Linked DNA regions of Sus scrofa: regions 1 and 3 are each linked to region 2. The links are chromatin contacts, called in public Hi-C and HiChIP or PLAC-seq maps. All regions are on one chromosome and are shown on one strand. Each heading gives the region's core, a stretch centred on a gene start, on an enhancer-like site or on the middle of the called end of the contact. The rest is flanking DNA. Distances are from core to core; before and after follow the strand shown. Region 1 holds the start of PRKD2 (serine/threonine-protein kinase D2). Region 2 holds the start of DACT3 (dapper homolog 3). Region 3 holds the start of CALM3 (calmodulin 3).

Evidence for each region. Hi-C and Micro-C count contacts between places; a contact is called where the count stands out from the background. HiChIP or PLAC-seq counts read pairs in DNA pulled down with a chosen protein or histone mark.
Region 1: an H3K27ac HiChIP or PLAC-seq map of skeletal muscle shows a contact between it and region 2, with 3 times the contacts expected there. The contact joins the promoter of PRKD2 here to the promoter of DACT3 in region 2. A contact is called at or near these places in 3 of 5 promoter capture datasets (fetal liver, fetal skeletal muscle and liver), 5 of 47 Hi-C or Micro-C datasets (blood, embryonic fibroblasts, heart right ventricle and 2 more) and 1 of 2 datasets of contacts at active chromatin or transcription factors (skeletal muscle).
Region 3: a Hi-C map of epiblast stem cells shows a contact between it and region 2, with 2.2 times the contacts expected there. The contact joins the promoter of CALM3 here to the promoter of DACT3 in region 2. A contact is called at or near these places in 10 of 47 Hi-C or Micro-C datasets (brain, embryonic fibroblasts, epiblast stem cells and 5 more) and 1 of 2 datasets of contacts at active chromatin or transcription factors (alveolar macrophages).

The regions. Positions count from the first base shown.
Region 1 is chr6:52,596,929-52,601,535 of Sscrofa11.1, forward strand. PRKD2 (serine/threonine-protein kinase D2) reads right to left here and starts at 2,216. Exons shown (of 18, transcript XR_002344708.1): 1 at 1,208-2,216.
Region 2 is chr6:52,552,740-52,557,167 of Sscrofa11.1, forward strand. DACT3 (dapper homolog 3) reads right to left here and starts at 1,519. Exons shown (of 4, transcript XM_003355955.4): 1 at 930-1,519. The coding sequence starts at 1,343.
Region 3 is chr6:52,504,153-52,508,605 of Sscrofa11.1, forward strand. CALM3 (calmodulin 3) reads left to right here and starts at 2,827. Exons shown (of 6, transcript NM_001244209.1): 1 at 2,827-2,994. The coding sequence starts at 2,992.

The DNA.
Region 1 (4,607 bases), core at 966-3,465, 45 kb after region 2:
ATTCTAGAATTTGAATATTTGGAGATTCTAATATGCTCACAGTAGAGGATTACTCATTCTAGAGTCCAATAAATTATCATTATATGCTTTAGGATTTTAACAACCTAAATTAGCAGTAGTCTAATATTTTAATGTTCTAGGAACCTTTGGATATTAGGATTCTAATATTAAAATATCTCAGCATTAAAGGGTTTCAACCCAGCATTCCAAAATTCTAACTTTTTTTTTCAAAATTCTAACATTTTAATGTTCTAGGATTCCAACAACACAAAATAGAATATTCCAACATTTTAAGGCATTAGTATTTCAACAACCTCGGGTTCTAATGTTTGAACATTTTACTATCAGAGGAGTTCAATTACCTAGCATATCCCAGCAATTTAGAACTCTAATATCTTAACATTTTTACAGTCCACAATTCCCACAATAGAGAAGCCCACTATTCAGTCTAACTTTCAGCTTTCTAGGATTCAAGCACTGAGTCCCACCGGATTTTCCTTTGCAGTGACACCCCCCCCCCCGCCCCGCTAGGCTCCCACCTTGGTGACCCCTGATATCCAAAGCTAAGAGTGGGTGGTGGGGAAGGCCCGTTTTAACAAACCAATCTCAGAACGGAGGGGTGGGGACACTGATCAGGAAAGGGGGCAGAAACCTCAGAGCCTTTGAGGATTGTCAAGAGGCCCCTCCACACACACGCACACACCTCAGGCCTGGGACGGGAGCAGAGACTGGACTCTGAGACCTCATTCGGCCCTGGCAGCTAGTGCGGGCACCCACACCCACACATGTCACCTGATCGCCATGGCCAGCCTGGCTTCAATATCTACTCTTTCCACCAAATGGGAGGCCTGGACTGGCCAGGCAGGGAGGTGTCCCCCCCCCCCGCCCCCCTCACCCCTTCCTCTAGGCTTCTACACCTGGCCCGCCCATCCCTTCCTCCCTGCTGTCTGCTGCAAACAACAACATGCAGGGACATGCAATTTGGGGAGGCCTCTGGGGCACCCCACCCCTGGGGCCTCCCTCAAATGGGTAGTCAGGTGAGGAGACACCTGGGGGCCCAAGCCCTAGGCCCACACCTCACTCACCAAAGGCTTAGCTCCCCCCCCTCCCTCCTCCCCTACGCTGTGCTCCAGGTCGCCTCTGCCAGCGCTCCCCTCCTCTAGACCTCTCCCCGAGCTGGACGAGGGGGGGAACACTACGCTCTCACCTTCTGGTCCACGATGGAGCAAGCCAGCTGCTTCACATGGGCCAACTCGGAGGCTGTGGGCAACAGCACGAACTCGCGGGTCAACCCGATCTGGATGTGGAAGGAGACCCCGGAGCCCGGGGCCGGGACATGGGGCAGCAGCGGTGGCGGCGACTGCAGTTCCAAGCCGCCGGAGGGCAGAGGAGACCCTGGGCCGGGAGAGCCCGGGAGCCCAGCGGGATGGGAGGGGGCGGCGGCCATAGGGCGAGGCCCGGGACCAGCCGCCCGTCTTCCACCCGGGATCCGGCTGGAGGAGCCTGGGCAGAGAGGCTCGGGTCACTGGGTCCGAGGAATCTTGTAAGCTGGTGGTTAGACCGCGGGGATCCCGGGGCTCTGAGAAGAGAAACCTGGCAGGTTGAGGGGACTGGAGGATGGTGAGACCCTGGGAGATAGAGAAAAGCTATCTAGTGGATCAGATGCCCGCCCGAGAATCAAGGGATCACAGACGATCAGACAGTAGAAAGCTAATGGTTTGGGGGTACCCAGCGACCAGGGGAATCCAAGAAACCAAAGAAGAAAATCTAGCAGGTCGGGGTCATGGGGAGCAGAAGAGCTCAGGATCTAAAGGAGCCATGGGGAGAGAAGAAACTGGAAAGGGAGCAGGGGAAGCCAACACAGTGGCTCTAAGAGGACTCATCTAAGGGGGCCCGAGGGATTCACCAGACCTTGGGGATGGAGAGCAGGAGCCTCAGAGACGGGATTCGAGTGGATCCCGGGGATCCGACAGCGGGCCCGGGGATGGGCAAAGGGATTCCGAGGGCCGGGGTGCTAAGGTGGGAAAATCTCACGGGTTTCGGAAGTAGGAGAAAAATTCGGTCGGGACCGCGGAGAAGGGGGTGTTACCGGCGGCAGTGGGGTGGCGGGGTGGGGGTGGGGCAAAGGAAGGTGGCCGGGCGCCCAGGGCTCTTTTTCCCCCTCCAAAGTTTAACTCCGCTGCGGCGGCCCAGGAGGAAGTGTCCGGAGCGACGGCGCAGTTGGCCAACCGGCGCTGGGTTCGATGACGTCAGAGAGGGCGGAGCCTGCTGAGGGGCCGGGGACGGAAGAGGAGGGCGGGCTCAGCGCCTCCGAGTTGGGGGTGGCACCCCCCCTGCCCGCCCCCGACCGGGTCTGGGGACCTGGGAGGCGAGGCGGATCCGGAGGCGACACTGATTCCTACCCCCCAACGCACTCAGGTCGGGAAAGTCGGCTTTTCTCTGACCTAGAGAAGGAGGGGCGAGCCACCCGCACACCACCACAGGGCGCGATGCCGGGGCTGAGGAGGCGCCTGGCCCTTTAAGGAAGGGGGCCGTCTCGCGGGGCTTGCATCCGGCGCCCACCGCAGGGGAAAGGGTGGGAGACGGGGTCAGAGCCGGCCCGCTCTCCGAGCTGGGCTTCCCTCTTCCCAGAGTGTCGCCACGCCCCAGTCCATTCCACAGGTGGGAAGACCGAGGCTTCCTGAGGGCAGAGGTTCTTGCCTCTGGTCTCTCTCCAGCGACCTTGGCCAAAGAGCCAGGAGCAAACAGGAGGAGCCAGGGCTGTGCAGGCAGTCAGGCACAGGGCAGGTGGAGAAGGGGGATATTTTCCATCTGTCAGCTCCCCACTCCACCCCAGTTCTTAGGGTGAAGAGCCAAAGAAAGGCCTGGGGGTGGCTGGAAGGGCCATAGCAGCAAGGGAGCATCACACCCACACTTTGTAGCTGGAGAGCCCATTGTTCTCACGGGGAAGTGTGCACGTGTCTTCCCCTGTGTAACTTTAGGTTGGTGGCCTCTGCTCTCTGAGCCTTTCTGTCAGATGGGAAAATATTAGGACTGACTCCAGAGGGTCTTTGTGGGGATTAATGAGATAGTAGAAGGGTGACCGAAACACAGCAGACGTGGAGTGATGATGGCTCTGGCTCTAGTGCTCAGATAAGCCGGTGAGCACGTTGAAGCGCTGGGGTGTTTATGGAAGGGTATATTCAGTCATTCCACAAATATGGATTGAGGCCCTACCTACTCTGTGTCAGGCTGTCATAAAATGCCTCCTCTAGGAGCAATTCGGACTTGATTTCTCCTCCCCAGCTAATAATAGAGTGGTGGGACCTTCCCATTGTGGCGCAGTGGAAGGAAACCCCGCCTAGTATCCATGAGAATGCGAGTTTGATCCCCGGCCTCGCTCAGTGGGTGAAGGATCCAGAGGTGCCGTGAGCTGTGGCATAGGTTGCAGATGCAGCTGGGATCCCAAGTTGCTGTGGCTGTGGTGTAGGCCTGCAGCTGCAGCTCCAGTTCAGCTCCTAGACTGGGACCTTCCATATGCTGAGGGTGCGGCCCTAAAAAGCAAAAAAAAAAAAAAAAAAAAAAAAAAAAGTTGCTACCATTTCGTTTACATACAGGAAGCTGAACCCTCTGAGAGGCAAAGTGACATGTCCAGGATTACCAGGCGGGTTGCTACCACCCACGGCTTCTTCACGAGGCCAAGGCCTGGTTGAGCTGCAGAGGCATCCCAGTGGAGATGGGCCACCGCTGCTTGGGTTCCAGACCAGCAGGGCTGGTTAGGAATGAGGACCTCAAGATGAGCCCCCTTTCCCAGTAAAGGGCTGTTGGGGGCAGCTGAGGTCGGTACAGTAGCGATTCTGTCACCACATCCGGGGGCTGGCTGGGGCTGGGGAAGGAAGTCTAAGGCTGGAGCGAAAACCTAAACCACCACCTGGGGAAGCTACACAGAGCTGAGGAATGAGGGGGGAGCGAGGCTGCATGGCACCCATAGCTGGGTTCCTTTCCGTGTCATCTGATGGCCATCTGCCCACCTGTACCCTTTGTCCAGGCAGGGGGACAACCATCACAGTGAAATACTAACGTGAGTTCCCAGGCCTTCAGCTGTTCTTTTTCCCAGGGGCCCTGGACAGGAGCCAGGCCCTGTTCTGGGCACTGGCGTGTGGCCGTGTGACACGGATGGGCATTACAATCATGCCCTATTTACAGGGGACACTGAGGCTCAGGGAGGTGCCCCTGGCTGGTAGGGGTGGAGGCCTCCTAGCAGCAAGCAGAGGGAGTCCCAAGGGCCTGGATGGGAATTGCGACGACATGCCGGGCCAACAGCCAGCTCCTTGAGCCCCCACTCCCGCCTCTCATCCTCTGTAACACATGCATAAGGCTCTGCTCCCTATTTCGAAGTGAGGACCTAGTGAAATGGCTCAGGATGAGCCTAGCACAGGGGCTGGCTCCTGCTGAGGGCACAGCCCACCACTGCGACTTGGTCCCTCAGGGAAGGGAGAAGGGAGTGGACTTGGCAGGGTGCCCGCACCTCCTCCTTGGGACAGCTCCCAGCTGGGCAGGGGGGTCCACGCGGGCAGGTCCTGGATCTCCCTTCCCGCTCCATGAGGCCCAGGCATGGGCCAGGGAGA
Region 2 (4,428 bases), core at 269-2,768:
CAGGAGAAGAGAGTGAGGTGCAGAAATGCAAGAAGGGAAGACCAGGCAGACAGAGACAGAGGATGGCAAAAGACAGAGAAAGAGATACAGAAAGTCACAGAGAAATGGCTGTGGGGCGGGGGGGGAGTGCAAGAAACCCAGGAAGACGTCAGGAGAATTAAGAAATGACATAAAGGAGAAAGGTGCGACGATGCTCCTTAAGTCATTCTGGAGACCTTTGGCTTATCTTCCACCCTCAGAGCGCCCAGGGAATCTAGAAGTCAGACCCCCAGGCTGCCTCAATCTGCCACCTCCTGGGTTAACCAGAACTGGGACCAGGTAGGAAAGTGTTACCAGAGGATCAAGATCACCATGGGGTCCTAAAGGGCTGCGAGCTTCCTCTCAGCAGCAATCCCTTCCTCAGGAGGCCCGAGGATCCCCTCCCCCCACCCCGCCCCCTCCGGAGATCTCCAAGCACACTAGGACTTAGGAAGACGGAGCCCTGGTATGGAGGCTGGGAGAGGGGCGTGCTTGGATCCCGCTGTGTGACCTTGGGTGAGTCGCTGGCCCTCTCTGAGCCTCCGTTTTGTTGCTTTCTGAAATGAGAACTATCACCCCCTATCCTCCAAGCAGCAAGAGGACAACGCCTGCCTAACACTCAGCCCGGGCTTGACACATACTTGGCGCCCAGATGGATTCGCTTTGGGGAAGGGGTGTAGGGAATGGGCTTTTGCATCACACGAGGGTCCGGCGGAGGCGATGCAGTCCCCTTCCCCAGTCTGGGGGCAGGGAGGCCTGATCCCACCCGCCGCCCAGACTCTCCAGCCCCACCCCCCCTCTCTTTTCCCCCTCTTCCCTCCCCCACCCGGACGGGTGTCTGAGCATCCAACCGAGACAGAGAGACAGACACAGACGAGGGCAGAGGGACAGACGGACAGGCGGCCCCTCACCAGCTGCTCTTCCAGGGCTGCTGCAGCCCGGCGCGCCGCCGCCGCATCTTCGTCCTCGTCGGCGTCCTCCTCGTCCTCGGCCTCGGCGCCCCCCATTCCGGGCTGGGCCAGCCGCAGCGCCTGCTGCACGCGGTACTCCTGCCTCTCCCGGAGCCAGTGTAACTCGCAGAGCCCGGCCAGGCTGCCCTCCAGCCAGCCCCGCAGCCGACCCCGTTCGGGGCTCACCGGGAACGAGAAGGCCCGGATCATGGCTGCGGCCCCCCGCCCCAGCCCGGCCGGGCCCCGCGGCCACCCCTCTCCCGGTCCCACCTCCCCGCCCCAACAGCCCGCCCGCCCGCCCGCTGGCCCGGCTGTCACCGTCTCATCTGCATAGGCGCCCGTCCATTGGGCCGCCCACCCGCGCCTTATCTGCATGGCCACGCCCCCGGCGACAGAGCAACCATCGCCTATTGGCCGGTACCCTCCCTTTACGAAGATACTCGGCTGTGCACCCGCGCCCCTCAACGCAACGTATGCTCGCAGCTGCCTACTCGCTCGGCTTACCGGCCACCTCGCCTCGCCACGCCCCGCCTCTCGCCTGCCATAGGGCCCTGGCCACGCCCCCACACGTCACAATGAAACAAGTCCGCCCTTGTTCCAATGTTATTGGTCCGTATCTCCCGGGTCCCCGCAGCTGGTTCCGCCCCCTTGCGGGAGAGCTCAGGCTACCATTGGACTGTCCCGCGAGAGGGGCAGGGGTGATCTATAAATAGAGAATGGGTGCACGTGACATTTTGGCAGCAGTTCCTCTCCCTCCGCCCTTCCTAACCTTCTGCTTCTGAAGATGCGCAAGGGGGCGGAAAGGGTTAAGAATCGAGTCCAGATTTTGCCTCCCCTTCCAGGAAGCCTTCCGAGACATTCAGCTGTAAAACTAGAGGGCCAGGGCAACTTCCGACATCCTCCCATAAACTAATGCTTCTAAGCGGGGCGAGCTTCACTGGCCGGCTTAGAAAGGCCCCAAACTTGGTTTAACATTCTGCTGTTAGTTTTGGATTTTTCATTTTTTGAACAAGGGGCCCCGCATTTTCGTTTTGCTCTGGTAGCCAGTCTTACTTCTGAGAGCATGTCCCAAATTCTGGAAGTGTAAAACCATGGGTGTAATTCTATGATTCCACCCGAACAGAATCTTAGCATCTTTTGTCTCACAGATGCTGTGAGGCTTTGCGCTCACCATTTTACGATTCCAGGGGCCTTTGTTCTATGTTCTAAGAGGCTTTGTTCTCAGCCTTCTAAGATGCTCTGTTCTCAACGTTCTATGGTTCAGAAAAGTCTGAGCCTGACATTCGTTACCAAGGTTCCCTCCTCCCTTCCCTGGCTCGGCAAGCGGGGCTAGCGCCCCCTCAGGCGGCCAACCTGTGTCACTACGCCGAGTGCGAGTACCTACAACCTTGAGGATCAAGCTCCGAAGTTCATGCCCATTTCTCAGATAGACCTTGACTCCCTAACAGCCAAGGCCCAGAAAATCATGTAAGAAGCTCCCTCTTTTATGATACCCCGTGCACCAGATGACCTGGTCCTGAGCTGAAGAGGCAATTTCTGGGAGCAAAGATTCCAGAACCAAACTGCCTGGGGTGAGCCTCAGCTCTGCCACTTTCCAGCTGTGCGACCTTGGGAAACGTGCTTAGCCTTTCTGTGCCTCAGTTTCCTTAGCTATGTAATACTTCCTATCTCACAGTTGTTACGAGGACTGAGATGTCTGTCAGGTGCTTGGAGCAGTGCCTTCCATGTATAAAGTCACAGAGGGATCTGATAAATAAATAAAAAAATCATCTAGCTGGTCCCAAGGAGAAAAATGAATCTGGATTTTAGTAGAGACAAACTATTCAATCCCTTTCTTGTTTAAGACAGACCTAGACTGTCGTAAACTGCCTGAATTCACCAGCGATGGGGAGATGATCTGATTGATGAAGGGGGATATGGAGAGCTTGCTTTCAAACAAGATTTTCTTAGTAGTTAGTGTCTGGGGTGATGTCAGGATTGGTTTACATCCCTGCTGTTTGTATAAAACCAGTCGAGCCATTTGCTGGCAAAAATGTTGGATCTTGAGGTGATTTAGTGTTCTGCTCACCAGCCATTTGAAAATGGGTATTTCTAAGAAGAGCAATAAAAAAAAAGAGCATTATTAATGGTTGAATAAGGGAGTAAAACCCAGACTTGAGACCAGAGGACAGCCAGTTGAGAGGGTTCCAAGTAATCAGTGAAGAGAGATCTTTGGTTGGTGGAGTCAGAGCAGTAGCTATTCTGTGGATTTCCTTGTCGGCCTTTTGATGTTGATGACATCTGTCGAATTCCTGGGAATGAACGTGCAGTGGTTGCTTCCAACCACAGCATACAAGTCCCTTTCCTGGAAGCCCCCAACCTGGGTATAAGAGTTGCCCACACGTGGTCAGAAGCCATATTAAACCCTTAAGAGTTTACTCCCAAGCGTTTGGTTTCTTGTTCCAAGGTGAACGAGAAAAAGGAGATCATATGCATGAGTGTCTGCCTCCCAAGATTTGGCAGATCTCTTACATTTGTGAGTTAGGGGTTTGGCAGGAGAAAGAGTGAAGTTCAGGTATTGATAGACTGAAGGGACACTGAAACACTAATGGCTGCAAAGTCTCCACATGTAAATTACACATCATTGGGGGCATCCCAAGACTCACGGAAACCATTGCCTTATTTATTTGGTCAGAAAACAAATGTTAGGAGTTCCCTGGTGGCTCAGTGGGTTAAGGACCTGGCATTGTCACTGCTGTGACTTGGGTTTCTGCTGTGGCTCGGGTTTGATTCCTGGCCTGGGAACTTCTGCATGCCATGGGCTTGACCAAAAAAAAAGAAAAAAGAAAAAGAAAAAGAAAAAACAAATATTGATTAAAGGTGGAAAACCAAGATGCAAGGATAGGACTGGGACCGTGAGATGAATCATAAGAGACACAAGCCACGGATACTGAGAGGTATCATCAGCAGCACCAGTTGACTCAGGATTGGTAATATTGTGATCGCTGGGAAACCCAGGTGAGTTCAATGAGGAGGCGGTTCCTGTCATTAGGGTTGTTAAGGCGTCAGTAAAATTCAGTGATTGTGGAAACTGAGGCCCATGAAGGGGCCATTAGGGAAGCTTTAGAAGCACATGAATCTGGAGTCATAGATGGTTGGAGTAGGGAGAAGTTCCTGTTACGAGAGCACTGAGTTGGGAGGGGTCTTGAAGGGCGGTACATGGGACAAGGCTCAATCCATTTGCAATGATTCTCTTTTCCAAATCAGGTCACATTCTCAGATACTGGGGGATAAGACTTTAACATACATTTGGGGCAGACACAATTCAACCCGCAACAGACCCAGGAACCACTGGAGTTGCATTTCAGTCTTGGGTGAAGATGAAATTAATGATGAGATAAATGCATTCTGGGGATAAGGGTTTACCCACAGGTGCAAAGTCATGTCCTAAGCAGGGTACTTGTGACTTACGTCATTGTGA
Region 3 (4,453 bases), core at 1,577-4,076, 47 kb before region 2:
AAGAAGAAAGAAATACAGGAATCCAGTTGAATGTGAATTCCAGATCAACAACAAAAATAGATATTTGAGTATAAGTATGGTCCATGGAACTTTTGCTCCAAAATATTACATTGGTCCAACCAAAAAAATGCATTCCATACAATTCCATTTCTACAAAACTCTAGAATAGGCAAAACGAATTTCTAATGACAGAAGCCAGAAACATTTTGGTTGAGTGGGACAGGAATTGACTGGGAAGGGCCACAGAGGAGCTAAATTCTGGGATGATGGAAACGTACAGCTCGTCTTAGGCGGTGGTTACACAGGTATATGGAATTGTCAGAACTCACTGAGCTGGGAGATCACACTGTGGCTCAGTGGAAAGGAATCTGACTAGTATCTATGAGGACCCAGGTTCAATCCCTGGCCTTGCTCAGTGGGTTAGGGATCTGGTGTTGCCGTGAACTATGGTGTAAGTCGCAGAGAGGGCTTAGGTCTAGCATTGCTGTGGCTGTGGCATAGGCCAGGGGTGTATTCAACCCCTAGCCTGGGAATTTCCATATGTCTTGGGTGTGGTCCTAAAAAGAACAAAAAAGAACAACAACAACAAAAAACCTCACTGAGCTGAATACCTAAAACCTTTTTATTTTTCTCTTAATTTTTGTTTTATTTATTTATTTATTTTTATTTTTAATTTTTTTTTTTTGCTTTTTTAGGGTGGCACCCGTAGCATATGGATGTTCCCAGGGGTCTAATTGGAGCTACAGCCACCAGCCTACATCACAGCCACAGCAATGCCAGATCCGAGCCGAGTCTAAGAACTACACCACAGCTCACAGCAATACTGGATCCTTAACCCCCTGAGCAAGGCCAGGGATCAAACCTGCAACCTCGTGCGTGGTTCCTAGTCGGATTCGTTTCCACTTCGCCACGACAGGAATTCCCTGTGGCATTTCACTGAATGTAAATTATGCTGTGGTGTTCCCCATGGTGCAGTGGATTAAGGATCCGGCGTTGTCACTGCAGCAGCTCGGGTTACTGCTGTGGCATGGGTTCAATCCCTGGCCCAGGAACTTCCACATGCCACAGTAAAAAAATAAATAAAAATAGATAGATAAATAAATTATGCCACACATGCACACACATGCACACACAATTGGCTCTGAACCAGTCAGAGGTATGGAAATAAGAAAAGTTGATGGTTTACACCTGAACCACAGGTCCTCCCCCAAAGCAGGCATCCGAGTCAGCTTCCACCAATGCAAGGGCACTAACCAAAAAGGGAACACGTTCATGTTTGGCTGCTATAACACAGTGACCCAAAATAACAGTGACTTAAGCCATAGAGAAATGTATTCCTCAAAATTCCCGTCGTGGCTCAGCAGTTAATGAACCCGACTAGGATCCATGAGGATGCAGGTTCGATCCCTGGCCCTGCTCAGTGAGTTAAAGATCTGGCATTGCCCTGAGCTGTGGTGTAGGTTGCAGATGTGGCTGGGATCTCTCATTGCTGTGGCTGTGATGTAGGCCAGCAGCTGTAGCTCCAATTTGACCCCTAGCTTGGGAACCTCCATATGCCACAGGTGTGGCCCTAGAAAGAAAAAAAAAAAAAAAAAAGTCTCTCTCTCTTGCATAAAATTTTGGCACTGGGGACAAAAAGGTGAGCTCTGCTCCAGAAAATCATCCAGATCTTAGGTGAGTTTGCTCCCATTGGTCTCTCCTCTAATGCCTACCAGGCTGTTCCATCAGCAGGCAAGGTGAGAGAAAGGACAGCATGCTCTCCACCCCCTTAAGGGCATGTCCAAAAGTTTCACATATCGCTTCTGCACACATCCTTTTTAACCACAATTCAATCAAATGACCGCTCACAACTGTTTCTGAGCTCCAGGAAACAGTCACAGTTAACCTTCACACTCTTTTCCTCCTATGGTTGGAACCTAGGCACAAGGAGTGCAAGAGTCAGGTGGTCTACAACACAATAAGACAGTGCAAGTCTGGGCTCCCCAGCCAAGCCAAGTACACTGGTCCAGCCTTACAGGAGGCGCTCAATTTAGGCTTAATTGAAGGCTGAATTAATGCCATATTCCCAGAGATCGTCCCGGGGTGGCCCCAGCTTCACAGACCTTGGGCCAATCAGGGGGACAGGCGTTCTGCACACCTGTAGAGTGTGTCTCAGGGTGGAGACACCTGGCCCCAACAGGTGGAAGTTCTAAGTAACCAGCTGAACCTTGTAGACCCCGCCAACTCGGAGGGTCCAGTTAGGGGCGGAGCTTCCAGGCCAGCATTTTGGATTGCACCATCTTCCATCTGTTAGAGGGGAGAGCCGAGAAAGAGCTTCTGCATCTTCCACCAGCCCTCTTACTACTCTCTGACTGCAAAGACTATGTAGTTGCTTCTCTAACAGTCACAGAGTTTTCCCCTTCGCCTCGTTACACCTCACGGCTCCACGCAGCCACACATTTCAGAATCCCCACCACCACCACACAGTGGCTCGCCCCAATTTGACGCATTGCAGGGAAGGCCGGACCAATCGGCACCGCGCTTTCATTTCCGCCATAACCCGGGCCCAATAGTGGCGCGTCTCACACAGGGACGCGTCACGCGCCGCCGTAAGGTGCCCCTCCGCCGAGGGGAAAAGTAAAGCCGCACGGGGGCGGGGCGCGCGGCGACGGAAAGTAGTCCCGCGCGGGTGCCCGCGCGGCCGGCCGTAAACACAGGTCTGCGCGAACCGAGAGCGAGAGATCCGCGGGCCCGGTGGTGCGGAGGGAGGCGCGGAGGGATCCGTGGGAGCCGCAGTGCGGCGACGCGCGTGCGGGGCGGGGCCGGGCGGGGCGGGGCGGGGCGCGCGCGGCGGCCGTTGAGGGACCGTTGGGGCGGGCGGCGGCGGCGGCGGCGCGCGCTGCGGGCAGTGAGTGTGGAGGCGCGGACGCGCGGCGGAGCTCGAGCTGCTGCAGCTGCTGCCGCCGCCGGAGGAACCTTGACCCCCGCGCTCCGGACACCCCGGGCCTCGCCATGGTGAGTGAGGCTGAGAGGCCGCCGAGGCCGGGGGCTCTGAGGCGGGCACGGAGGGGCAGGACCCCTGAGAGCGCGAGCGGACCCAGAATGGGGGAGCGTTTCGGCCCCAGCGAGCGCCTCTGGACCCCTCTCTGCTCCTCAGTCGGGGGCATTGGAACCCAGAGCGGGACATTTGGATCCCACAAGGGCTTTGGGGGTCTTCCAGAAGTATAGCATGGGGTAGTTAGACCCCAGAATGGGCACCTGAGTCCTCCAAGGGGGGCACTGGAACCCGGGATGGAGCATCTGGACCCTCAAATGGGAAGGGCTCCTGGACCCAGAATGAGGCGTTTGGTCCCCGAAGTGGGGTGTTTGAATTCCAGGGGAGCGAGGGAAGAAACGTTGGCTAGAGAAGGGGGTGATCTGTGCCCTGATAAAGGCTTTGGGTCCTGAGAGGATGCAGGGAAGGGGGATCGGAAGGAAGCCAGGCTGCTAGGGAGCTCCCCAAAAGGGGGCCGTGGATAACTGGGCCTGGGTGGGGAGGGGTGCTCCTGGGACCAGGGAGGTGGGGGTCACTCCTGCAGACCAGACCCTCGAGGGGAGAGAAGGAGGTTCTCCAGAGACATTGCAGAGGAAGAAGGAGGAGGGTGAGGTGCAAGCTTGGGGAGGAAGAGCCTAGGGTGGGTGGCGACAGAGGTTAGAAGATGCTCTGAAGTCTATGGGGACTGGAAAGGATTGGGGTCGGGAAGTGGTTAAAAGGGGATAGCGTGCTTGCCAGTGGTGCGGGGTCCGGGGGCCCTGTGGTTGATGTTGGGGGGCAGCCAGGGAAGATTCTGAGGTTACCAGTGGGTTAAGGCTGGTAAACTAGGACAGGAGGTTGGTTTTGGGGGGAGAGGAGTGGGGAGGAGTGTTGTGTTTGGGTTCACGAGGGGGTGGGTTTCCAAGGTGAGGGGTGGGCGAGCACTTTGATTTGGGTGGTGGAAGGAGATCCGCAGACATGTTGGAGCAAATGAATGGCAGCTGAGGTTGGCCTAGGTTTGAAGGTGGATGTGGGTAGCTTCCTGGAAGTTTCCAGGGCAAAGCCGGGACAAAGACTGCTCATTCTGGATGGGGGGCGGCTGGCTGCAGAGGCCAGAGAGAGTGGGTCTAGGGTCCCCTTCTCATAAGATGGGGCTGGGCAGAGGGCACCAGGCAGTGGGAGCCAGTGGGCGGAGTTGTTCCGGCCTCTATTGCGCACTGAAGCTGCATGAAATGGGGGTGGGGAAATCAAAGTTTGGGATGCATCAAATGAGCCAGCTTTTTAAGCCTTGAACCTCACCCCCTTGATGGCCCTTTCAGACCAAGAGAGCTGGTTTCTCCAAACAGGAGTGTTGGTTTTCTCGTGGTCTCCAGCTCCACGCACTGCTCTGCATCTCCTCGCTTGTGCCAAATGACAGTGCAGTACAGTGTGGCGTCAGTGACAATCAGACGCCTGTTCCTG